Regions from separate parts of the Mus musculus genome. Here all the other regions are linked to region 1. Evidence: chromatin contacts called from public Hi-C and HiChIP or PLAC-seq data. All regions are on one chromosome and are shown on one strand. Each heading gives the region's core, a stretch centred on a gene start, on an enhancer-like site or on the middle of the called end of the contact. The rest is flanking DNA. Distances are from core to core; before and after follow the strand shown.

What was found. Hi-C and Micro-C count contacts between places; a contact is called where the count stands out from the background. HiChIP or PLAC-seq counts read pairs in DNA pulled down with a chosen protein or histone mark.
Region 2: a Hi-C map of CD8 T cells shows a contact between it and region 1, with 6 times the contacts expected there. The contact joins the promoter of Fem1a here to the promoter of Dus3l in region 1. A contact is called at or near these places in 3 of 39 promoter capture datasets (erythroid cells, liver and neural stem cells), 4 of 484 Hi-C or Micro-C datasets (CD8 T cells, muscle stem cells, neutrophils and 1 more), 6 of 115 datasets of contacts at active chromatin or transcription factors (the SCID.adh cell line, embryonic stem cells, memory CD8 T cells and 2 more) and 2 of 9 other capture datasets (adipose tissue and liver).
Region 3: a contact with region 1 is called in an HNF4G HiChIP or PLAC-seq map of pancreatic cancer cells. The contact joins the promoter of Plin3 here to the promoter of Dus3l in region 1. A contact is called at or near these places in 7 of 39 promoter capture datasets (the 3T3-L1 cell line, cranial neural crest, hippocampal neurons and 3 more), 1 of 15 datasets of contacts at CTCF or cohesin (stem cell-derived epiblast-like cells), 4 of 484 Hi-C or Micro-C datasets (embryonic stem cells, natural killer cells and reprogramming fibroblasts), 5 of 115 datasets of contacts at active chromatin or transcription factors (embryonic stem cells, epiblast stem cells, extraembryonic endoderm stem cells and 2 more) and 2 of 9 other capture datasets (liver and pancreatic islet).
Region 4: a contact with region 1 is called in an H3K4me3 HiChIP or PLAC-seq map of bone marrow-derived macrophages, with 3 times the contacts expected there. The contact joins the enhancer-like site here to the promoter of Dus3l in region 1. A contact is called at or near these places in 7 of 39 promoter capture datasets (the 3T3-L1 cell line, cranial neural crest, embryonic stem cells and 4 more) and 1 of 115 datasets of contacts at active chromatin or transcription factors (bone marrow-derived macrophages).
Region 5: an HNF4G HiChIP or PLAC-seq map of pancreatic cancer cells shows a contact between it and region 1. The contact joins the promoter of Tnfsf9 here to the promoter of Dus3l in region 1. A contact is called at or near these places in 8 of 39 promoter capture datasets (3T3-L1-derived adipocytes, cranial neural crest, embryonic stem cells and 4 more), 3 of 115 datasets of contacts at active chromatin or transcription factors (bone marrow-derived macrophages, memory CD8 T cells and pancreatic cancer cells) and 1 of 9 other capture datasets (liver).

The regions. Positions count from the first base shown.
Region 1 is chr17:56,762,546-56,767,661 of GRCm38.p6, forward strand. It overlaps Dus3l (dihydrouridine synthase 3-like (S. cerevisiae)), which reads left to right and starts at 2,206. Exons shown (of 13, transcript NM_144858.2): 1 at 2,206-2,396; 2 at 2,980-3,247; 3 at 4,237-4,743; 4 at 5,088-5,116. The coding sequence starts at 2,311.
Region 2 is chr17:56,254,550-56,259,665 of GRCm38.p6, forward strand. It overlaps Fem1a (fem 1 homolog a), which reads left to right and starts at 2,244. Exons shown (of 1, transcript NM_010192.4): 1 at 2,244-5,116. The coding sequence starts at 2,360. The coding sequence ends at 4,324.
Region 3 is chr17:56,287,428-56,292,543 of GRCm38.p6, forward strand. Plin3 (perilipin 3) reads right to left here and starts at 3,084. Exons shown (of 8, transcript NM_025836.3): 1 at 3,027-3,084; 2 at 367-449. The coding sequence starts at 432.
Region 4 is chr17:57,170,431-57,175,546 of GRCm38.p6, forward strand. Gm33566 (a long non-coding RNA gene) reads left to right here. Exons shown (of 7, transcript XR_876893.3): 7 at 1-1,362. Among named protein-coding and RNA genes, the nearest start is that of Tnfsf14, 21 kb to the right of the region's middle. Within about 2 kb of position 1,996, at least 14 of the 459 cell types and tissues checked have an H3K27ac peak or open chromatin away from gene starts, as enhancers often do. A contact at or near this core is called in bone marrow-derived macrophages, where this site is marked.
Region 5 is chr17:57,102,297-57,107,412 of GRCm38.p6, forward strand. Tnfsf9 (tumor necrosis factor (ligand) superfamily, member 9) reads left to right here and starts at 3,089. Exons shown (of 3, transcript NM_009404.3): 1 at 3,089-3,564; 2 at 3,954-3,990; 3 at 4,745-5,116. The coding sequence starts at 3,136. It overlaps Gm11110 (predicted gene 11110), which reads right to left and starts at 3,646. Exons shown (of 4, transcript NR_033508.1): 1 at 3,602-3,646; 2 at 1,054-1,188.

The DNA.
Region 1 (5,116 bases), core at 956-3,455:
CCGTGAGTTTGGGGTTGCCTTGGAATGGAAAGCGAGTCTTTGTCACAAAAGGACAAAAATGAGAGACAGGAAAGAGAATGTCAAGTATGGTGGCAGACACACTTTGAGAGGTGGAGGAAGGAGAATCAGGGATTCAAGGTCATTTCTGGCAATAGTGAGTTGGAGACTAGTCTGTGCTACCTGAGACCTTATCTTAAAAAAATAAAAATAAAATAAAACCGTTGAGGAAGAATAGAAGAGACACACAGAGAGGAATAGGGGAGGAGGCAGCAGTGGGGCCCTTCGGTCTTCCCTGCCCCCACTTGGTGCCCAGGTCTCCAGTGCTAGCAGGGCCACAGCCACCTGCCTCCCTCACTTCCTGGTGTCAGCTGAGATCAGGCTGGAGCTGTAGTTCCAGGGGGCTATCTGGATCCCTCAGTTCAGGGAGCCACAGACTCTCCCGGAGGCACGTTGCCAGGGGACTCGGGTGTGGAAACTGGCCGAGGAGGAAAGGGGGGGGGCTCTATTTTCCGTGTTAGGTGGAATGGTGTACCTGGAGGAGACTAGGACGGAAGGCTGGTTCTCAAAAGGGTACGGAGTAGGTCATCCTTGGACGCGGAAGGACTAGGGGTGGGGTAGGAGGAGAAATGGAGGCCCAGATGCTAGTCTGTGCTCAGGGTTGGAACCGGGCCTGGCGGACAGTAAACCCTCACTAGCTGCTGAGCTCCCCGTAAGGATCCAGCACCATTGTATTCACATCACCATGAATGCTGCACCTCATGGTTAACGGTCTGTACGGTTTCACAGTTATCAACTGCCAGGCTGTCACGCCTCCTGCGGGAAGCCAGCCTGGGTTGCCTTGCACAGAAGAGGACGGAGTTGCTTTGAGGAAGGGATCTTGTTTCTGTCGTTGCCCTTTGCAGCCCTGTTTCTTCCAAGAGCGTGTCCTTATCACAACCCAATTGTAGACGCTACAAAGGAGCCTCAGCCTTAAAATGCATTGTTATTCCCATCTTGCCCAGTAGGGACGGTAGAGAGCAATGGCGCAAACAGGGTGCTATTGTGGTCTAAGGCTAATTAATCGCTTTACCTCTCTGGGCCTGTTTCCCCTTATGTTATACAACCAGCAGAGTCTAGTTCGTGCGTTGCGGGACAGCCTGGGCTACAGGGTGAGACCCCCATCTCCATGAATTAAATAAATTTAAATACTGATTGGTTTGACTTGGCTTTGGTTGAGACATGTAGCTCAGGCTGGCCTCAAACACCAGGACTGCCAGGGCTATACAGAGAAACCCTGTCTCGACCCCCTCCCCCCCCCCCAAAAAAAAAAAAACCAAAACAAAAACAAAACACTACCTCCCGATCCACCCAAGTGCTGTTCTTACATGTTTAAGCACATTTTTATTAAAATAGTAATTGCAGGATCGGAGAAGTGCCTGATGTCAGGCTCAAGGGGCTGAGTTCAATCCCGGGACCGACATGGGGATGCAGGGACCCCCGCCCCCCATTGTCATATGACCTCCACATAAGGGTGACACACAGGAGACCCACACACACACAATAGATGAGTAAATGTCACTTTCAAAGTAACGCTGGCACACACCTTTAATCCCAGCACTTGGGAGGCAGAGGCAGGAGGATTTCTGAGTTTGAGGCTTGCCTGGGCTACATAGTGAGACGCTGTCTCAAAAAAAAAAAAAAAAAGAAAAAAGAAAAGAAAAGGCAGTACAATAAAAATAATTCAAATTGCCACGCGTTTATGGGCCACAGTGGCTCACGAAGGGCACTGTCAAAGGACAGCGTGTCCCCGTGAAGTCATTTGATCCTTCAAAGCTGTTGGTATTTTTTGTTTGTCTTCTGAGACACGGTTTCTCTGAGTAGCTCAGGCTGTTCTGGACCTCACTCTATAGACCAGGCTGGCCTCGAACTCATGATTCACCTGACTCGATCTCCCCAGTGCTGGGATTAAAGGCGTGCGCAACACCGCTCGGGCTGCGGTTTTTTATTATAAAATAACAGACTCGTTTGTAAAAGGGACAGAAGCAGAGTAGGTGAGTGTGAGCTGCACCCACACCCACACCCCCAGATTCACTTCCACGGATCAAGAGTGACCCACGGATGACCGACAAGAACCCCTCCGGGACCCTTGAGCACTTCCGTTTCCTGCGCAGCCTTGGCCCCCCCCCCCCCCGCCCCCACGGTCGTGCGCACGCGCGCCTTAGCAGCATTGCTGTAGTCTGAGCGTGCGCATTTCTTTCTGTAGGCTCCAGAGGACACGAGCGACCCGGAAGACTTTCCTGCCACACTCCAGAGCTGGTGTGAGGGGCATCGATGGCGGAGACGGCAGCGGAGAGCGGTGGTGGCGGTGACTCCGGGGTTGGCGCGTGCGAACGGGGGGTGGCGCCCATTAAAGCTCAGTGAGTCGCTGGCGCCCGTCAGCGAAGCTGATGTGGCCTTCCCGGCGTCCGTGGCGGGTGCGAGTGGTGCATGCTGGGAGGTGTGGCGGCATCCTGGAGAGCGGCATCCCGGAGGCGCCAAAGTCTTTACCTACCTTCTGCTGACACACGAGTGTAACATGTGTTGGTTGTCACAAGCCATGAGGCCGGCTGTGCACATAGGCAGCTTTGGGGAACCAGAAGCAGGGCCCGAGGTGCATGGTGGGGCTTGTAGTCTCCACGAGGGAAAAAAAAATGGCTCGCAGCGAAAGACCTGGGAAGGGTGGTAGCTTGAGTCTCGCTGCCAAGCATGCTGGGGTTTGTAGTTCCTTCGTAGCCTACCAAGGATATTGATATTTGTGTGTCGCAACCCTTAAGGCAATTCAGTTCTCAGAGCAGAGACACAAATGGCTCCTTCAAGTGTAAAACAGGTGTCCCCGTGGCACTGGGTGAAAACTGGCTGGTTCTAAGTAGGGAAAGCTTCCTGCAAGCAGGAGCACGTGAGCTTGGCATTAGCCCCCAAGCCCCTTTCCCTGTGCACATCGAGCCTCTCCCGCTCTGGCAGGTACCGCACAACCAAAGAACGGTTCCACGAATATCTGGATGGAGACAAGCAGGAGGGTGCATGCCAGGAAGTGCCCACAGGAGACCCAGCTGAGCCAGGGGCCAAAAGAATTCGCCTGGAAGATGGGCAGGAAAATGGGAAGACAGAGGTGGCAATTGAATCCCGTGAAAGGCAGGTGCCCAAGAGGGCCCGTGGCCAAAACAAAAGCCGGCCCCATGTGAAGCCAGCACACTACGACAAGGACAGGCTCTGCCCGTCCTTCCTCCAGGTGAGGGGTGGCTCTACAGGCTTGGCTTAAAGTCTGAAGATGCTGTGCTGTGACAAATATATATGACCCTTGACCTACAGGGACTCGACCTAGTAGTGCCTTGCCTTGGCCCCTGGTGCTGCCTTCAAAGTCATTGACCCTCAGCCTATCTACACATCACACTTGAATTTATTTATTTTTGGTTTTTTTGAGACAGGGTTTCTCTGTGTAGCCCTGGCTGACCTGGAACTCACTCTGTAAACTAGGCTGGTCCTGAACTCAGAGAGCACTCCCAAGTTCTGGGATTAAAGATGTGCTCAGCTATTTCAATTTACCTTTTTTTTTTAAAAAGATTTATTTATTTATTTATTTATTTATTTATTTATTTATTTATTATATGTAAGTACACTGTAGCTGTCCTCAGACACTCCAGAAGAGGGAGTCAGATCTCGTTACAGATGGTTGTGAGCCACCATGTGGTTGCTGGGATTTGAACTCCTGACCTTTGAAAGAGCAGTCGGGTGCTCTTACCCACTGAGCCATCTCACCAGCCTCCCTTTTTTTTTTTTTAAAGATTTATTTATTTTATGTATATGAGTCCACTGTAGCTGTCCTCAGACACACCAGAAGAGAGCATCGCACCCGTTACAGATGGTTGTGAGCCACCATGTGGTTGCTGGGAATTGAACTCAGGACCTCTGGAAGAACAGTCAGTGCTCTTAACCTCTGAGCCATCTCTCTAGCCCCCTTAATTTACCTTTTAAAGAGGGTCTTGTATGTCCTGGAGCTGGAGTTTCAGGTGGTTGTGAGCTGGGAAATCAAATCCAGATGGTGTGCAAGAGCAGCTGGGGTTCTTGACCTCGGACCTGTCACTCCAGCTTGACACTGTTCCAGCTTTAGGTGAAACAGGCACACTGGGGACACTCCCCCAGGACTTGCAGATGGAAGAATCAGCACTTGGCCCACCCTGGCCACTCAGTCCTCTCCTGGTCCTTTCATGTCCCTCACAGGAGCCGGCCACCCCATGTGCATTTGGAGACCGTTGCCGCTTCCTGCACGATGTGGGGCGCTACCTGGAGACCAAACCGGCAGACCTGGGCCCCCGCTGCGTGCTCTTCGAAACCTTTGGCCGGTGCCCTTTCAGCATGACCTGTCGCTTTGCTGGAGCACACCTGGGGCCTGAGGGGCAGAACCTGGTGCAGGAAGAGGTGGTGGCCCGCTGTGCACAGCTCCCTTCAGTGCGGAATGGCTTAGACAGGGCCCTGCAGCAGCAGCTGCGGAAGCGCCAAGTGTGCTTTGAGCGAGCTGAGCAGGCCCTGAACCGCCTCACCCAGAGCCCCATGCCCACTGTTGTCCCTGAGACCACTGTGGCCATGGCGACCCCAAAGCAGAATAGCTGCCATGCCCAGCTAGATACCGTAGGAGGGGCTGGCACCCCGCAGAGCAGCCCTGTGCCAACCTGTGGCCCCTTGACAGACGAGGACGTGATCCGGCTGCGGCCCTGTGAGAAGAAGCGGGTAAGGTGCAGGCATGGGAACTGGATTCCTGCATTGTCCACAGTCCTGTCTTAGCAGCAAGAGCCTGAACTGCCCCAGAGGATCAGGGCTAAGGGAGAAAAGGGTACGATGGAAGGCTCCTGAAGGGCAGGCACCGAGACAGGGTTTCAGAGCTTGAATAGGAGCTCTCCAGACAGAAGGCCAGTCATTGGCGAGCTTTCCCCTTAAGACAAGTGAACTTGGTGTGTACAGTGGCCAGCAGCAGAGGGAGGACGCTGGGGGACGGGGGGTGGGGAGGAGTGTGGGAGGGGGACGGGGACGTGTTAGTGGGGGAAGGAGGCCTGATGTGTTCATTTCCCTTCCAGCTAGACATCAGCGGAAAGCTGTATCTGGC
Region 2 (5,116 bases), core at 994-3,493, 510 kb before region 1:
GCTACAGTGTATTACATATAATAAATAAATAAATCTTTAAAAATATTAAATATATACACATGTATATGTGTACATAAACCAATATAAATAAACAATAATAAATATATAGTTGTTTTTTTTTTGAGACAGTTTCTCTGTGTAGCCCTGGCTTTCCTGAAACTCACTCTCTAGACCAGGCTGGCCTCGAACTCAGAGATCCAACTGCCTCTGCCTCCTGGGTTTTGGGATTAAAGGCATGCACCTGTGCCACCACAGCCTGGAGATATGCACCTAGTGGGAGAGCCCTGGTGAAGCTCTAATTGTCTGAGTCTCTTGCATGGCTAGTGCGTGCCAGAGGCTCAGCTGTGGCTCTACATGAGAGTTGCTGGTCAGGGGTTCCGAGGTGGCTTATGGCTATTCACACGCAGTGGGGTGCCAGGGGCAAGCAGCCTGTGCAAGACAAGCAAATGTCAGAAGCTGAAGAGGAGCTATGCAGAGCAGAGACAGGCTGAGGTATGGATAGACACAAGGTGCAGACAGGAGCTGGAGTGGCCACCAGCACAGCCCCCCCCCCCCCCAGTCTCCTTGGAGCTGACTCACTGCAGGCCTGAGGGAGTACAGAAAGACAAATCATATTGAAAACAAAGAAAAACAACTAGTGAGGTGGTTAGGCAAGCAAAGGTGCTTGCTGCCAAATCTGATGACCTGAGTTTGAGCCCCAGGACGCACACACGGTGGAAGAGGATGACTCCCAAGGGTTGTCCTCAGATCTCTGTGCCTGTGCTGCGGTGTGTGTGTGCACACACAATAATACAAATTTAAACTACATTTATTTTTCTTATTCTCTGTGTGTGTCCATGTGCTACAGAACATGTATGGATGTCAGAGGACAGCCCTTGGGAATCAGTTTTCATCTTCCATCACGAGGGTCCCGGGAATTGACATCAACCGGAGCTACATGAAATCCTACCTCAAACTGATCTTTAAAAAGACCTTGAGGAACTGGAGCAGTGGTTCAGCTGTGACTCTCAACCATAGGGATGCGCACACCACCAGTAACTCCAGCGGCAAAGATCCCGACGCCCTCTGCTGGCCTTGGCGGATGGAGGGAAAGCATGTGGCCTTTAAATTTTTTATTTATTTAATTTTATTTTATGTGCATTAGTGTAAGATCCCTTGAACTGGAATTACAGACCAGTTGGGAGCTACCATGTGGGTGCTGGGAATTGAACCAGAGTCCTTTGGATAAGTAGTCAGTGCTCTTGACCACTGAGCCATCTCTCTAGCCCCGCATGTGGCTCCTTAAAAAAAGAAGAAAGAAAGAAAAAGAAAAGCTAACGTGAAAATCGAGACTGCCTAACATTTCTGCAAATAGCTAAAGGCGAGTTGGGGTGCGCTGCCAGCTCAAGATCTTACACTCGGCGCGCGCCCCCTGCTGGTCAGCAAGCCTTTCGTAGAAGCCCTTCGCCTTCCACCTCGCTCCGGATTGGCTGGGAGTTGCCTTTGTTGCCCGCTGGGAAATGTAGTCCGCAAAGGAGGCGGAGGCCCATTCATTTCCTGCCTGCGCGACCTCGAAAACCGGAAGTACAGCACCACGCTACCCTGGGTCGTCCGCAAGGGCCGCCGAGCCTTGCCCGATACGAAGGGAGGCTTTTTATTTACATTTCGTCTCGCGGGTGCCCCACGGCGCTGTGGGAAGCGAATTCCTTTTTCCCCCACTTCATGTTTTCCTGTGGATTCTGACATGAATGACAGAATGCACATTATCACCTGGCCAAGCTGCTCAGAGCCCCTCAAAACATGGTGTATTTCCATGATGGGAACTGTAGTCTTTCAATGGTACCTCGCCCAGTATTCTTCGAGCTAAAGCTCGGACTTCTTGCCCTGTCTAGAGTCTGTGTCAGTGACAGTAACCGGAAGTATGTCATCAAATACTCAGGGTCACATACAACTTTATAGACTTGCATGGTAGGAATTGAAAACTGAGACCCTTTTGAGAGACGTCCTTTTGGGAACTGAGTGAGAACATGCTGCCGGCAATCTCCGCCTTAGAGTCAATACCAGGAAGTATGTCACCACATTTCCCAAGGATCGCACTAACCATTGGCCTTGCTTGGCGGAAATTGCCGTCCTGTCACCGGTTCCCCCCTATCCCTTTCGGGAAATGTAGTTTTTTCGCTTTTCTGATTCCAGTATCATTCGGCGGGCGATCGCTCATAGGACTCCATTTCCCAGCATGCCTGTGCACACTCTGTCCTCGCCCCTTCGCGGCGGCCATTTTATTCCTCCCGGAGACCCGCTAAGATGACAGCCCGGGAGAAGGTGAAGGTTGTCTCTGGCGACCGGCGGCCCGGCTAGATCCAGCAGCGAGGCTTCCAGCATGGATCTGCACACAGCGGTGTACAATGCGGCGCACGACGGCAAGCTGCCGCTGCTGCAGAAGCTGCTGGCCGGCCGTGGGCGTGAGGAGCTGGAGGAGCTGCTGGGTGAGGTGGCCGGCGGTGGCACGCCACTGCTAATCGCAGCGCGCCGTGGACACCTAGACGTGGTGGAGTATCTGGTGGACCACTGCGGCGCCAGCGTGGAGGCGAGCGGCTCCGTGCACTTCGATGGCGAGACCATCGAGGGCGCGCCGCCGCTCTGGGCAGCGTCGGCCGCGGGTCACCTGGCCGTGGTGCGTAGCCTTCTGCGCCGAGGCGCCTCGGTCAACCGCACCACGCGCACCAACTCCACGCCGCTGCGCGCCGCCTGCTTCGACGGCCACCTGGACGTGGTACGCTACCTGGTGGGCGAGCACAAGGCGGACCTGGAGGTGGCCAATCGCCACGGCCACACGTGCCTTATGATCTCCTGCTACAAGGGCCACCGCGAGATCGCGCGCTACCTGCTGGAGCGCGGCGCACAGGTGAACCGGCGCAGCGCCAAGGGCAACACCGCCCTGCACGACTGTGCAGAATCTGGCAGCCTGGAGATCCTACAGCTGCTGCTGGGCTGCCACGCGCGCATGGAGCGCGACGGCTATGGCATGACCCCGCTGCTGGCCGCCAGCGTCACCGGGCACACCAACATCGTGGAGTACCTCATCCAGGAACAGCCGGGCCACGAGCAGCTCTCAGGGACAGAGCTTCCCGGGGAAGGCTCCTCCCAGGTGGCAGGAAACCACTGCTCCACCCCAGAAGAAGCAGAACCGTATGAGAGCTGCTGCCCTACCAGCCGGGAAGCAGCTGTGGAAGCTTTGGAGCTGCTGGGTGCCACCTACGTGGATAAGAAAAGGGATCTGCTTGGAGCCCTGAAGCACTGGAGAAGGGCGATGGAACTCCGTCACCAGGGTGGAGGCTACCTCCCTAAGCCGGAGCCCCAGCAACTGGTTCTGGCCTATGACTATTCCAGGGAGGTGACTACACCCCAAGAGTTGGAAGCCCTCATTACAGATCCTGATGAAATGCGGATGCAGGCGCTGCTGATACGGGAGAGAATCTTGGGCCCCTCACATCCTGACACTTCATACTACATACGGTACCGGGGTGCTGTCTATGCGGACTCCGGGAATTTCGAGCGCTGTATCCGTCTGTGGAAGTATGCCTTGGACATGCAACAAAACAACTTGGAGCCCCTGAGCCCCATGACCGCCAGCAGCTTCCTGTCGTTTGCAGAGCTCTTCTCCTACGTGCTGCAGGACCGCTCGGCCAAGGGCAACCTGGGCATGCAGCTTGGCTTTGCCGACCTCATGGGTGTGCTCAGCAAAGGGGTTCGGGAAGTGGAGCGGGCTCTGCAGTTGCCCAAGGAACCGGGTGACTCCGCACAGTTCACCAAAGCCATTGCCATCATCCTCCACCTTCTGTACCTATTGGAGAAGGTGGAGTGCACCCCCAGCCAGGAACACCTCAAGCACCAGACAGTCTACCGCCTGCTCAAGTGTGCCCCTCGCGGTAAAAACGGCTTCACCCCACTACACATGGCGGTGGACAAGGAGACCACCAACGTGGGCCGGTATCGTGTGGGCGTCTTCCCATCGCTGCAGGTGGTCAAGGTGCTGTTGGACTGCGGAGCAGACCCTGACAGCAGGGATTTCGACAACAACACCCCACTGCACATCGCTGCCCAGAATAATTGCCCGGCCATCATGGATGCTCTCATCGAAGCTGGGGCCCACATGGACGCCACCAATGCCTTCAAAAAGACTGCCTACGAGCTGCTGGACTCGAAGCTGTTGGCTAAGAGCACCGTGCAGCCTTTCAATTATGTGACACTGCAGTGCCTAGCTGCCCGTGCCCTGGACAGGAACAAGGTCCCTTATAAGGGCTTCATCCCAGAGGAGCTGGAGGCCTTCATCCAGTTGCATTGAGCCTAGCCCAGCTGTTGGTGCCCACTTGGGCCTTACTCCTCCAAGCAGAAGCATCCAGGCCCTATGGCCTGCTGGAGTGAACCCAGCTGCTGATTCTAGAAGCCTTCAGGGTCACATGGTAGGAAGACGGTCTTTTTTTCTGTGGAAGTGCAAAAACAAAAACCCGGATGCCTGAGCCTCCCCAGTGGCATGCTTCTGTCTGGGTCTGGAGGCCTCTGCACTGTCCTAGAGTCCTGCAGTGAGCAAAGCTGTCTCCTTCCTGTGGTGGGCACTGACCACCTAGATGTTTGCATTTGGTTTTTCCTTTTCTAAGCAGATGGGCAGCAGCCTGGAGCCCATGTTGTGAGGGTTTTTCTGTCTGTTTTCACTGGTTTCTGTTTGTTGGACTTAGTAATGACTGAGTTGAGAGTTGCCAGTATTTTGCAGTGGCCACAGCTGAGAACAGCATGAACTGTGTGTGCAGATCTGTGACCAAGATCCTGGGAAGCCTCCTCAGTTCTGTGCTGATTAGAGAGAGGACTATCTCCCAAGAAAGCCCAGAGCCAGTTGCAAGAGCCACAGCCAGGCAGACACTGGTGCCTTCTGTCCCGCCCTCTGGATGGACAGACAGTTCCCAACCTTGGGACACAGCTGGAACTGCCAGGCAGATGGTGACCAGGCCACCTGGCCACCAGGTTCACATCTGTGCCACACTTGTCACACTGTCACCTTCATCGCTGAGGACCTGACCCCTCTTTTGTTGAGGAGTCCCCGGTATCCCAATAACTTCTGGGGATGGGCTTCTAACCAAGA
Region 3 (5,116 bases), core at 1,834-4,333, 470 kb before region 1:
TTCCATACTAGCCTAGACTACATACCAAGACTTTGTCTCAAAATTTAAAAAAAAGGCCGGGCGTGGTGGCACATGCCTTTAACCCCAGCACTCGGGAGGCAGATGCAGGCGGATTTCTGAGTTTGAGGCCAGCCTGGTCTACAAAATGAGCTCCAGGACAGCCAGGGCTATACAGAGAAACCCTGTCTCGAAAAACCAAAAAAAAAAAAATAAAAAAATAAAAAAAAAAAGAAAAGAAAAGAGAGAGGAAAGAAGAAAGGAGGGAGGGAGACCCCCTAACTCCCCTCCTAGCTAGCCCCTTCCAGACCCCAGCAGGCTGCCACAGAACTCAGGAGCCCAGGGCTCCCTGAAGCTCAGGCCCCTCACCTGCACAACAGGTTCCTCCATAGCAGCTTGAGCTTCGGCAGGCGCATCTGTACCATTGCTAGACATGGTCTCAGCAGCAGTTGCTGTGGGCAGAAGACAGTCAAGTGACAACCAGCCCTACCCCTCTCTCCAGGGAAAGCCAGGAACACAGGAAGCAGCACAGTTGATCTGTGAACCTTCAGCCCTCTCAGGGCCCCGTCAGCAAGGTCCAAGGTGGGGCCTAGCTCACCCTAGCTCCGCCCCAACTGCTGACTGACCCTGTGGTGCTGGAGAAGTGCCAACCCAGTTCCTCAGGCACACTCAACAAAGCTGCACTTCTGGCCACACCCCAGCCCCCTTACTGGGGGGTTCTAGGTAGGAATCCACCCCTAGCCACACCCCTCAGCCCCTAATGGGGTAGGGGGGATTCTAGGCAGGGGCTCCATTCCTAATTATGCCTTTAGAACCCCTAACTCTGGGTGGTTGTGACAGGGTCCTAGGCCACATCCATCCGGCAGACATGTCCCTTTAAAGCTCACTTCTGCCATTCATTAAGGTCAGGTCCTATACCTCTCTCAAGGGTACTGTTTCCTCACAGTCTTCTTCCATGTGACCAGACAGTTGACACTGTTCCCACAGCTGTGCCCATTTGTGGGTCTCAACATGACAATAGTCCCAGCAGAAGGGGACTTAGAAACAAAAACAAACTAACAAATGTCCCTGTGTGTTCAAGTCTAACAAATGCCCCTGTGTGTTCAAGACAGAGACCTCTTGCAAGCCAAGAAGTTCAGAGGCAAATGTCTGAAACATCCAAGATTCTCTTTCTCTCTCCTTAAAGAGTATGTTGGGAGTTAGGAGGTACAAAGCAAGTATTGCTCTCTCAGAGGATCTGAGTTTGATTCCCAGCACCCATAGCACGGGATTCACAACTACCTGTAACTCAAGGTCAAGGACACGTGATCTCTACAGGCACCACATCCACACGGGCATACACACAACTCAAAATAAGATAAGCCAGGTGTGCGCCTTTAATCCCAGCACTTGGGAGTTGGAGCAGGAGGGTCTCTGTGAGTCCCAGGCCAACCTGGTCTACAGAGTGAGACCCAGTTACAACAAAACATAAAGCAAAAATAAACAAATATAATACATCTTATAAAGATCTACATTTTAGTTTTGCTTATGTGCATGCAGTGGCCACAGAGTTCAGGAGAGTCAGACCCCTGCAGCTGGAGTTAGGTTACATAAGGAGCCTGAAGCTGGTGCTAAGAACTGAGCCTCGGTCCTTTGAGGGAACAGGAAGTGCTCTTAACTACTGAATCATCACTTGCAGCCGGAGTCTGCTTGTCTTTACATAGAATGTTAGAAGATCAGGAAGCTTAATGGACTAAGGACAGAGTTCAGACAGAGGTAGAAGCCTGGCGTCTGAATTTTAGGACAGGTAGGTGATATCATTTGTTTAAAAACCAGTTAAAAACTGGGGCTGGGCCTTCCAGATGCCCCAGAACAACAAACACCAAGTGTGATGGCACATGCCTGTCACCCCAGCACTTGAGGAAGGTTAGAAATCAAAGCCATCTTCCACTACCCAGTGTGTGAATTCTAGGCCAGCCTGGGCTTTATGAGATTGCTTGGCGTTGTCTGCAGAATGCTCAAATCGGCAGCTAAACCACAGTGGGTGCTCAATAAACTAGTCTGGCAAACCGCAGCAGTTAGGTTTGCGATAAAGATTTCCCAACACGGGAGTCAGGTGATGCTGGTCATGCCTTCCTGTCATCGGTAAGGTGGGTGGCAAAGCCTGAGGAGTCAGACACCCCTGGAGCTCCCCTTCCTAAGCAATGGTGGCCGCTGGAGAAAAACAAGGGCTTTTTGCTCTTTTTGAGCACTTGTGGCAGCTAATCTCTCTACACCCGGCTCCAGCTGCCTGAAACTGACCCTCCCCCACACACTCCGCCCACCAGATTACTTTCTCTGCAAAGAAAGCCAGAAAAGCCCCCAGGGTCAAAAAACCAGCATGTAGCCAAGGCTTAGAAGTGGTTAAGGGAGTCTTTCGGCCTGGTTTGGTGACAATGCTGTCATCCCAGCATTTTTGGTGGAGGCAAATTCCAAGGCACCCTAAGTTTAGCGTAGGGCCATTTCCAAAAACAATTAACAAGACAGAAACAAAACATTAAATTTGAGAGATTCCAACAGAGGGAGGCACCATGCTCGGCTGGGGGTCACAGCTTCCTGTGGAACAGGCCTGGCTTTATGTAGGATCCAGGGCCTGGGGCTAGTTAGTGCACGGCAGGTGAAGCTATTTGTGACTGTGCCTGCGGGGTTGTTTGTTCTTGGGGACAGGAGACTCAGAATCACGGGGAAGAGGGAGGAGCCGCAGCCCAGGACACACGGGACTCGCATTTGAACACAACTCTAATTCTGGGGACCCAGGACAGTGGAATCCACCTTTTTGGACGCTCAGGGACTCCGTCACTGACGAGGACGCTAAGGTCCTAGGGTGGCCAGGCCAAGAGTTGGAAGCGCTGCAGAAGTTGGGTCCTTGGGTAAAAGTTAGTCTCTAGAAGTAGGGTTTCCTAGCGTGCAGGGATTTTTGGGATACCGGAGTCCTCCCAGGAAGCCTCGTTTCTCCCTCCTCTCTAAGGGCGCCTCAAGATCGATCCTGCCCCTTGCCCCCCAGCTCTCACCAAAGTCCTCAGGTCGTCCAAGCGAGGAAACCTCCCCTACCAAGTCCAGCTTGGATCTACCGGGTGGGGCGGGGCGGCCTTGTGCATCCCCCGTGGAGGGAGGGGCCTTGGAGTGACAGGACAGAGGGCCAATCAGAGGTCCCTATGGCGTAGTTCCGCCCACCCTTCTAAGGCGACCCAGCCCAGGTTGCTTGCATTAGTTGAGTCCCAGAAAGACTTGGAGTCCTGATCCTAGATGGAGGGGAGAGGGGAGTGCCATTCTGGGGTCCTTGAATCCTCCCATGTTTCCAGAGACCTTAGAGAGGCTTCCAGATCCAAGGACTGATTGAGTGACATTTTTAGAAGCCCATCGGACCCAGGGAAATCAATGCCAGGAGGTTACACACCCTGAACCTCAGCCCTGATTGGGTCCTAAAGGAAAAGTTGCTGTCATCCAGATTGAGGTTCTTGTTGTCCCAAGTCCTCTGGACGAGGGCACTGAGGCCCTGATATGGCCAGCCATGCGCAGTATCCAGCTTTCTGCTCCTGGACCCCTGGATCAATCCTTTCCTGAAGACAGACACCTCCTGGACTTTTTTTTTTTTCTCATCCCTAAATCTTCTTTCTCCCCTTGGCCTGTAAGCCAAGTGTTAACCTCAGACGGCTGCAGGAGCTAAGAAAGAAGGGAATGTATTTTTGTTGAGGGTGTGACTACGTGTGCAGTTGTGAAAATGTGCACGGGCATTTGCAACTGCGCATGCACGGATGTGAGCCAGGCCTGGAGAGGACCCACCCTTACTGAGTTACCTCAGATCTTTCCAGACTTCCGCCCGGCCCCTCCTTTTTTTTTCTGAGCTGCCTTGACTCAGGCTGAGTTCTTTATCTTCCTGCTTCCAGTGAACAATGCCGCCTTCACAGGGGCAGTGGCGGGATGGGGCATGTTGCCACCAGGTGGCGCCCTGCTCGCGACTGCGCCCCTCCCCGCCATGTCCCCCAACGGTGCCACTTCCCTCTGTGCCTCTAGCGCCTCTGCGTTCCTTCCCTTACAGAGCCCCTCCACTCTGTGTCCCCTACAGCGACCTTCTCTCTGTGACCCCCTCCCGACGGCTCCCCTCTCCTCTCTTTCCACAATGGCGCCTCTCCCTCTCTGTGCCCCTGACGTGTCTAGGCCCATCGGTGCCGTAGAAAGCATGTCCTATTAACCTTGGGCCTGGCCCATGGCTCATTAGCTGTGTATACAGGCATTCAACAATTATTAGGCACATGCTGTACACAAAGGTCATGTAGGGCAGCCCCAGGAACATAGTCTGTACCCTCTCAGCTTGGTAGCATTCAGAGACCAGTGGGAAGTCACGCCAGCAGAATAGCATTAAGACTTTAGAGGGATACTGGGTGGACCACCAGAGCTACACAGTGACTGTCTTAAAAAACAAAACAATATTGGGAGGGGAGTCGAAGGAAAATTTAAAATGTATATTACACCTATTTATTTAGGGGGGCACTCTACCACTAGTGTGTGTGTAGGTCAGGAAAGAGCACGTGGGACGTCATTTCTCTGCACCACCGTTGTTGAGCCTGGGGACTAAGCTCAGATCTGCAGAGTTGGCAGCCACTCCCTCCCTTTCTCACTGATCCATTTCACTGGCCTCTAAGGGACTTTTACTTTGTCTCACTGACTGAGGCCATATCCCCCCCCCCCTCCCCGGCTTCAGTCTCCCAGTGATGGAATGAGAGGAGAAATTAGAGGCTAGTGCACAGTGCTCAATCAGTATACACAAAACTTGGGTTCTGCCCCCACCCCCCACCCCACATCCACCAGGTGTGGCACATGCCTGTCACTCCAGCAGCCAGAGCTGAGGCAGGGGGACCATGGGGAATCAGTTCAAGTGTTACCCAGTGAGTTTGAGGCCGGCCTGAGTTCCATGAGATTGGAGCAGGAAAAACAATGGAAGATGCTAGATGAAACAGGAGCTCTCGGTCTGTGTCCTTACTCTTTGAAGGATAATTAACAGCCACAAGCCCTTGCTGTAACTCAGTGACCTGATGGCCAGCTGCTACCCATGTCTCCTTCTCACGTGGACCGTGGACGGGGGGGGGGGTGTCCTGCCCCT
Region 4 (5,116 bases), core at 746-3,245, 410 kb after region 1:
CAAATAAGGGAGACAAAAGTAGGGAGGAAGGACAGGGGACATGGTGGTGCCATGTTCTCCATGTTTGAGCCTGTCAGAGCTCTCCTCCCTCTCTCTCATGAGCGCACACATCTCTCACACAGCACACTTGGACCTGGACAGGGGAAGCACACTTCAAATATTGACACCACAAAATAATGGCAACCAGGCTAGAGAATGGAGGGACCTTTTTATCCCATTTCGTCTCCACTCAGAATCTAGTGGAGAAAAAAAATGAACCATTTGCTCCAGCAGCAGACCCTAAAGTCCAGGAACAGGACAATAAAATTACCCACTAGAGGAACAGCTTAAAGATAGTCACATGACTAGGAGACATCTTATCTCAGGATAGGCCATCTGCTGGGCAGCCCATTCTGCGGTTAATCATTCAGGATGCAGAAATGCAACCCACGAGAGGCATCCCAGCACCTTTTAATACAGTCTTAGATTACCTAAGTCTAACAATAAAATAATAAACCGTCTACCCATTGTAAGTGTAGGGTACTTTGCTTCTGTAGTTGATCTGCCTGTCTGAGTTGTTCCTGGGGCTAGAAGCTGCAGTCTCTGGTTTAGCACCTCATAGTAAAACAGTGGGAGGTTTTTGTTAGTAGCCTTTGTTCTATCTCTGCAGGAATCCCAAGCCTCTAAAGTTGAAGTCTTAGGAAGAAAAGGGAGGGAGGCCTGTCTTTGTTCGTTGTTCTCATCATTTTTATGACTTTCAGAGTGCATTATCACATGGTAAAAAGTTCACTACAAGTTTGCAAATAAATTGAAATCCCAGGTTTATAACAGAGAATGTTTATATGCATAGCCACTAGGAAGGAGGCTTCTAGTTCAGTTCTGTCTGGGATCCTGTGCCTAAACTTGTGATATCTCAGCAGTAGAGTGTTCTAGTTCAAGTTCTAGGACATAGCTAAGGGCACTGGCATTAGCCTAAACTGCTGGGGAAACTCTTGGGCTCCCCTGAAGAATAACTTGAAGAGATGTTTCTAATGCCTAGCACTGGGGATTTTGTTAAATTATTTATGGCACTTGTGGGGGGGGGGCACCAACACTCCAAGTCACATGACTCCATTTAAAGCACATACTCATAGATCTATACATTTTATATGTGTTGTAAGTAAACATATAACATTACACCTCTTTGTGGATTTTTAAATCCCCTTCCCTCTCCCTCCCTCTGTATTGTACCAATTTCCAAATTCCTCCTTCACAGCAGTGTCCTAATGCTCTCTACCTCTGCAGCTCCCACTTTTCCTGCCATGGTCCATCTAGACTTTCCTGGTTCCCATGTTTTCTCTGGATTTCTTCACTTAGTATAATATTTTCTATTTCCATCCAACTACCTGCCAAGTTCATGATTTCATTTTTCTTTGTAGATGAATAGTTATTTCATAGTGTATATGTAGCATATTTTCCTTATCCACTCACCCGTTTAAGGATGTTTAGGTTGTTTCCATTTTTTTCCTATGGTGAATAGAGCAATGCACATGGCAGAACCTGTATCTGTGGAGAAGAATGATGAATCCTTTGGGCAAATGACAAGGAATAGTATAGATGGGCTGTAACCTTAATTTTTCCAAAACCTACTTTTAATAAAGTTCTTAAAGGCCTTAACCTCTCTTCTAGCCAACCACCCAGCAGAGGTAGTGAAAGAGAAATGTTATTAGGATATGAGGGAAGTGGACCTATTTAGAAATTTTTCATTGGAGCAAATCCTATCTGCTTTGTCAGAAAGTCAGCAGTTCAGTCCACATGAGTTAGCAGTGGCAGTTTGATTCACTCAGAAACACTTCACTGATATACCAGCAGTCCAGTTCACAGGTCAGCAGAGGTGGCATGGCCTAGTAGGAGTAGCCAGACCTCAGCCAAAAAAAAGCATGAGCCAGCAGAAGGAACCAGGACCACCAGGGATTCCAGGAGAAGTTCTTGGCTGTTCCTCTTTCAACTAAGCAACGGTCAGTGAAACCATGAGACCAAGAAGTGTTGTAAAGCTATCTCTACAAGCAAGCTCCTGTCTCAGTAAGTTGAATCCCGTTTATACTCCCTCCAAACATCACATGTCTTCCATGGGTCTTGCCTCACCATGTGTCTTACTTCAGCACGTGAGTCTGAATCAGCTGGCATCACTCTGCCAATCGGCCTGAGTGCATAGAAGTGGCAAGAAGCCAGCAGCATATCTCTAGGAATTTTTTGGTGTGTTTCTGTTTATGGAGTCATGACAAATGTAGCCTCAGCAACACATGTAAGGAGAGCCAATGCATGTGTGTCTTTAGTGAATAATCCATCATCACTCATTCTTTCACGCACTTACTTTAGCAAAACATCCTTTCACTTGTGTCTGCTTCAGGAAAACAATCCTTCACGTTTGCCCCAGCAAAACACCATTAGACAGAACTGACTTTCCAAAAAACAAACAAACAAACAAACAACCCAAAATTTCAACTTCAATGAGTCATATGTAAGATTCATTTGTAGCTTTTGGGAATTCTGCACACTGATTATAGAGTGGCCGCAGTGAGTTTGCAATCCCACTAACACTGGGTGGAGGGCCCCTTTCCCTATATCCCCTCCAGGATTGGCTGTCTGTTCTCATGATCTTTGCCATTCTGACAGAGGTAAGATGAAGTCTCTCTGTTTTTCTGACTAACATTCCCTAAAGCTAGGGGTGATTAATTTTTTTGAACCATTCCTTAGCCATTTTTATTTTCTCCTTTTGAGAACTCTATTTTTAGATTCATAGGCTATTTTCAAATTGGGCCATTTGTTTTCCTGACTCTTCTTTAAATTCTTTCTGTACTTAGGATTACTAATACTCCATCCAGATGTATAATTTTACAGCTAGTGAAGACTCCCTCTCACTCTGCAGATTCCTCTTTACTTGGTTCATGGATATATGTATGTGTATCTCTGAGGTTATGAATTTGAAGGGGAGTTGGGGAAAGTGTGAGGGGTGGAACTAAACTGCAATTTCTAAAAGTTACATAGTGAGAACTTGTTAGTGCTGCCCATGGGTGTGTAGCGCTCTACAGAAAATCACTGAGAAAAACTGACAGGGAAGGGGTGGAGCTACTGAGCCTCTCCCTGTCCCTGATGGTGCTGGTTGATCAGTCTTGAGCAAGTGACGACATCTGCAGTTAGTTCTTCAGGGCTCCAGCTGTCGTGTGTCAGCATTTCACTGCTTTCTGCCTTATCCTCCAGGTCTTGCATTCTTTCTTCTCTGTTTTAAAATTGTAGTTTTGGGAAACACTCAAATTATATAGCTTCATATTTTATTTTTATTCCAGTTGCTCCGGTAGAAACATTCCACTCAGAAGACAGACTCCATTAGGAGTCTGCATTATAAAAGGTAATATGGGTTTGTGCGGTGGCTCAGTGGGTAGTGCATAAGGATCTGAGTTTGAGCCATGTAAATCTGGACATGCTAGAGAAGGTGGAGGATGAGTGGAAGGCAATGGAGGAGATGGGGGAAGAGAAGATGAGGGAGGAGATGGAGGAGCAGAAGATGGGGGAGGAGATGGAAGAGGAGATGGAGGAGGAGATGGAGGAGGAGGAGACAACTATGCTACATATATTGCTAGTGAAATAAATCAGTCACCTGGACCCATATAATTATAGAACTAATTACAATATGTTTGGTAATGATCGCTTTTTTCTGTGTCCTAAGAAAGATCAGAATAAAGAAGGGCACCATACCATAGTCGGCCTCTCCGGGTGCCTGGAGTGCACGGCCACCACTCTGGGGAGGTAGAACGAAGTCCATAATGGTGCTATACAGTTCGTGTTCTTTTTTGCTGGACCAGAAGGGGAAGCAGCGGTGTCTGGGACTGTCTCCTCTCTGTGGAATGGAGCATTGATGGTGTACCACTGGGAGTCAGGAACAAGGCCCCTGACCCATACTTCCCCTCGGGGTATCCACTTGTGGGGTAGGAAGGTTTCAGCAAAGCCCCAAATGGGCAGAACCCAGTCTGATTAGGAACTGACCTCGCTTTAATTAGAAAGGCAGCCAATGAATAGGGGCCTGACTCTCCCTACTTTGAACAGGTCTTAAGACAATGGGCCTTGCACTTACAAACCTAATATGCTTGGTATAATCTTAAAGTGGCCCCGGAGCCCACAAACTGGCAGTCAACATATCAGGACCTGGCTGAGAATCAGGCATGCTTAAATTTTGAATATAAGCTTAACATCACCCTAGACATGCTGACTGGTCACAGGGCATACATTAACCCATTTACCCAAGCTTCTCTCAGCCAACATGCCTACTTCAACCAGGTGGCTGATCTGTCTTTCAAGGTCCTTAAGGCCCGCACTTCCAGAGATCCCTCTGCCTATCTCCCTAACCTTGTACAGCAATCAGGCAAGTCCTTTATGGACTTTCTCATGAGGTTTACTCTGGCAGTGGAGAGAAGAGTTGGTTCAAGACCCACTCGAGACATGCTTGTTAAACAATTGCCTTGGGGGGAGTCTTAATGCCCCAACCCACAAAGCGGTGGCAGGAGTTAGCAATGATGACCTTCATAAAATGGGTAGTAGCCGCCAGGGGACTACCCTATAGCCCTATAGCAGCCCTGACTGCCTCTCACAATGCCCTGTTGGCTGACAGGCAAAGATCCAACAACAGACTCTCACAGGGAGGCCTGCCTGATTGCTCCTGCCTTAAAAGACATAACCCTGGGATGGAGAGGTGGCTCAATGGTTAAGAACACTGACTACTTTTCCAGAGGTCCTGAGTTGAATTCCCAGCAACCACATGATGGCTCACAACCATCTGTAATGGGATCTGACACCCTCTTCTGGTGCGTCTGAATAGAGTGACAGAATACTGACAAACATAAAACAAATAAATAAATCTTAAAAGAAAGAAAGAAAAAAAAGACATAGCCCTTTGAGGCCTTTGTGGGCAATAATTATGTAGACCACAGAGGAGGTCCTAGGGTTCCTGTGGCAAAATGGCCCCCTCTTGTGACTGCACCAAGCCCACTCAGATGTACATAAGGTAATCTCCAAATATGAAATCACCTTTAAACTTGCTCTTAAGGTGAGGAGCTGGGCAAGGGAAACTTACAATAAGGAACCTGGTAAGACAATATGGCCC
Region 5 (5,116 bases), core at 1,839-4,338, 340 kb after region 1:
GTGTCTAAGTACACTTGCTATCCTGCACACAGTTTTGGGAGGCTGAGGAAGGAAGGTCAGGGCAATGTGGCAAGCCTGTAATTGAAAACAAAAACAAAGAGCTCATGGGGTGGTGTACCACAGACCTTTGAGGGTGGGGTTCTGTCATCTGCGTTATTGTAGATCTAGATGCTTTCCTCCCAGTTCTTGTCACTGCCAGCTTAGGCAATACTTGGCTGTGGGCTGTGGTTTTAATTGTAAACAGATTGGCTCAGGATCTGGGAGCTAGCTGCTGCTGCTGCTGCTGCTGCTACTACTACTACTACTACTACTACTACTACTACTACTACTACTACTACCACTACGGTACTACTACTACTACTACTACTACTACTACTACTACTACTACTACTACTACCACTACGGTCCTGAGATGCTAAATCTTTCTTCTTAGCAATAAGGGGCAGGGGGTGGACTTTGTGTGTGAGCCAGGGGGGAGGGGGAGACTTGAGTTCTATCCCCAGCATCTTATACACCAGACATGGTGGCATGGACCTGTCAATTTAGCACTCCAGAAATGGAGGCAGGAGGATTAGAAGTTTATTCTTTACTACATAGGGAATGTCAGGCCAGCCTTGACTACACGAGATCCTGTTCAAAAACAAATTAATTTTAATATTAAAATCCCCCTTGTCTGTCTGTTTGTCTGTCTGTCTGTCTCTGTGTGTGTTTATCTGTCTGTCTCACTATTTAGCCCTGGCTGGTCCATTCTCATTATGTAGTTCAAGGTGGCCTTGAATTCACCAAGACCCATCTGCTTCTACCTCCTGAGTGCAATACATACCCCCTGCATCCAGTTTTGTTTTGTTTTGTTTTTTTAGACAGTGTCTCTTCATGTAGCCCAGGCTGGTTTTTGAACTCCAACCTTCAAACTTCAGCTTCCTGAAGGCTGGGCTCACAGGTGCATACCATGCATGGCTTGTTCTAAATGGTATGAACTCTCTCTCTCCGTGTGTGTGTGTGTTTTCTGTCCAGAAACTCCACCAATTCCCCCCCCCCCCAATAATAAAGCACCTTCAGGCTCTGCAGGAGAGAAAGATGGCTGAGTGGAGTTACTTTCAGCTGAGTCAGGATTCCAGTTCCCTGGTGACATGGATGATGAGTCTGTGAGGTGGAAGTCTTCAAACTGTGGCTTTGAAGAAGTTATAGCTGGAGAGAGAGAGAGAAAGTCTTCATCTGCCTTTTTTTTTTTCTCACTGTGATGATGGCAGGGATACAAATGAGGATGAGACAATGTGTTCACTGTGCAGCCGAGGCAGGGAGGGGTAAACTAGTCCAGGCATTGAGGGGTCCCTTTTCGTGAGAGTCATGTAGGTGTGGGCTGACTCTGAGCAGTGTGTGTCCAGCAGAGAGAGGTTGGACCACTGTCTGCGTGAGGGCCAGAGTTCCCACAGCTGAGTCACCGCTGGTGCCCTGCAGCTGCTCCTTGGGTGGAACCTTCAATTTCTAGATCACCCAAGTGTCTTTTGTGTCATTTTAATGTCCCACCTCCCCCACCTCTCCCCTGACCCCAAGCTGGGGTTTTCCTGTAATTCCCAGGGGAAGTTGATGTGGAATAAAACAGAAGGAAGGGGTGGCTGGTGTCTCCAGAGGGGGCTCCGTGCACGTCTCCCAGGCTGGGAGCTCAGTAGGTTCCATGCCCAGTATGGAAAAAAAGCAGGTGGGGCCTGGGCTGGGTCTCTGTTGTAAGAATCTTGGCCCAGTAAGCTCGAGGCTTTGCGCTCCTTCCCCAACACAGAAGAAGCTGGATTTGAGGGTGTATGCCTGTCTGTGTCTGTATCCCAATATACTGGGGAGGGTCAGAAGTTCAGAGTCATCCTAGGCTGTCTAGTGAGTTGGAGGGCTGCAAGGCGAAGACCAGACCCTATGTAGAAACAAACAACTCCCCATTTTATAGCTTGTTGTTTCCTGCTGAGATAAATGGTCTGGTTATATCAGTACTTTTTTTTTTTTTAATTATGTTTACTGATGGTATGCATGTCGTGGTCAAAGGGCACTTTCAGGACAAATTTCTGGGTGTCAGTTCTTTCTTCCCACCATGTAGGTCCTGAGGACTGAACTCAGGCCACCAGGCTTGTGATTATACTATTACTGGCTGAGCCATCTCAGCAGATCTAACCAGATCAGAACATTGAGGAGTCTGTCTCCAAGGTTTGCCCAGAGCCAGTCATCTCTCAGTTCCTCTTTTGGGGGGTCTTCTCTGCGCCCCCCCCTTTTGCCTCTACCTCAGGCAAGAACAGTGAAAGAATGGGAAATTGGAAATGTGTCCGCTGCCTGGGGGAATTTCTCTATCTGGACTCTCCAGCCTTCTGTTTCTGGAGTCCTAAGAGACTACTAACAGGAAGCCCCAAGAAAGTGGGTGGGGACACACCAGGAAAGGCCCAGGGTAGAGATGGGGTCCTGGGGAGGAAGAGGCTGAGTGAGTGGGTGCCTAGCAGGTCTCTTTGATTCCGCTGGGGATGGGTGGGCAGTTTTGGATGTCCCTAGAGTCCTCGACAAAACAACAACAACAAAAAACAAAACAAAACAAAACAAAACAACAACAAAACCCCCTGCATTTAGGGCGTCCCAGGGATGGGGAGCTAGGGGTTGGAAGAAAAAGGGAGCAGGAGAGATCAGGAGAGAGACAGAAGTTTGAGAGACAGAAAAACAGGAATGAAAATCAGCAGCGGAGAAATAACCTACCAGTGGGGAACACAGAAAAAGAAGGGAGACAGAGCTGTGGATTCAGGAGAGGCCAGGGAGGGAATGGATTCCGATATCACATGGTTCCCATCATATAAAAAGCTCTTTAATGTGTCAGTGTTAAACCAAATCAAACACACACACACACACACACACACACACACACACACACACACACACAAAAAGGGAAGAAGGACGGGCGGGCACAGGGCCTGGACAGGGAAGGGGAAAGGGGCGAGAAGGGGGAGGGGAAGGGGGGAGGAGGAGAGAAAGTTCCGGGAGTCGAGGGGCGGAGCGCGGAGCCCGGGAACCCCGCGGCTGCCCTCCCTCCCTTCCCTCCCCGGAAAAGGCGCCTCGGTAGCCTATAAAGCACGGGCACTGGCGGGAGACGTGCACTGACCGACCGTGGTAATGGACCAGCACACACTTGATGTGGAGGATACCGCGGATGCCAGACATCCAGCAGGTACTTCGTGCCCCTCGGATGCGGCGCTCCTCAGAGATACCGGGCTCCTCGCGGACGCTGCGCTCCTCTCAGATACTGTGCGCCCCACAAATGCCGCGCTCCCCACGGATGCTGCCTACCCTGCGGTTAATGTTCGGGATCGCGAGGCCGCGTGGCCGCCTGCACTGAACTTCTGTTCCCGCCACCCAAAGCTCTATGGCCTAGTCGCTTTGGTTTTGCTGCTTCTGATCGCCGCCTGTGTTCCTATCTTCACCCGCACCGAGCCTCGGCCAGCGCTCACAATCACCACCTCGCCCAACCTGGGTACCCGAGAGAATAATGCAGACCAGGTCACCCCTGTTTCCCACATTGGCTGCCCCAACACTACACAACAGGTGAGGCTCATCTCATCCCTAGGGGACTCTTTCTTACCTTCTGGAAGCATCGCTGCACCGACAGGGAGAGAACAGCACTTCCTCCCCACCCCCGCCCCGCCCCGCCCCGCCCCGCCTCGCTCTGCTCCTGCTACTCCGCTTGAAGCACCCCCTCTCCATCTCGCACTCAGAGGAAATCCCTTTGCGTCTTGACCCCTTGAATGAACCTATGAAACCTGGGGGAGAACTCCCGAGGGTGCACCGCAGTTCCCTTCAGTCCCACTTAGGCCTTCAGGGCTCTCCTTCTCCATCCAAAGTTGGACGCCCCAATGTGTGCTGGGCCGTATGAGTTCCTATCTGCTTCTTTAGGATGTAAGGTACCATCTACCTTTATTTTTCTTTCTTCCCAGGGCTCTCCTGTGTTCGCCAAGCTACTGGCTAAAAACCGTGAGTGCCCCCTGATTTATTTCCAGCGGGTCCCGCAGGGAGGTTGAACAAGGGGACCTGTTCAACCTTCTAGTCATGTCCCTCTCCCTCACTTACTCAGCCTTTCTCACTTGCTGTCACAGCTCCAACTGTCATCCTTGGGACCCCATCCAGGTTTTCAGAGAATTGAGAATTCTCACCCCCAGCTGACTCTGGGAGATCTCCTTTTCTCTTTTCCTTCCTCTATCCCTCCCATGTAGCCCAGGCTTCCTCCAAATTCATTATGTAGCTGAGGCTGGCCGCCCTGCTGCCAACACCTCCAATGGGCTGGGATAAATGAATGCCTTTGGGCTTCAGGCACCCTATTGAGCCCGAGCCCTAGTCTCTCCCTGTCAAGTCTTAGTTGTCAAATTATTTGCCCTCAGAGATGACTCTCTTCCTGCACTCTCCATATCCCACCTCTCTCCCAGTTTTGTTCATCCCTCTCTTACTCCTCTGATTTCTCTCTCTTCTTTTCTCCTCTCCCCCTTCCCCTCTTGTGGCCCCTTTACTCAGCTCCTTCCAGGAGTCCATGTGCATCTCCGCTCTTAACACTCTAGACCCTCGCCCCTTTGCCTCGTTCTTATTCCACAACCACTTTCTTAAATTGTATCCCTTCTGGGTGGCCCCTCCCTCCTTTTCTTCTGTTTTGTCTCCTCTCTTTCCTCCCCATTCCCATGGTTTCCCCCCTCCCCCACACCCCGCAACCCTCAGCAACTCAGTGTTCTTTTTCTAGAAGCATCGTTGTGCAATACAACTCTGAACTGGCACAGCCAAGATGGAGCTGGGAGCTCATACCTATCTCAAGGTCTGAGGTACGAAGAAGACAAAAAGGAGTTGGTGGTAGACAGTCCCGGGCTCTACTACGTATTTTTGGAACTGAAGCTCAGTCCAACATTCACAAACACAGGCCACAAGGTGCAGGGCTGGGTCTCTCTTGTTTTGCAAGCAAAGCCTCAGGTAGATGACTTTGACAACTTGGCCCTGACAGTGGAACTGTTCCCTTGCTCCATGGAGAACAAGTTAGTGGACCGTTCCTGGAGTCAACTGTTGCTCCTGAAGGCTGGCCACCGCCTCAGTGTGGGTCTGAGGGCTTATCTGCATGGAG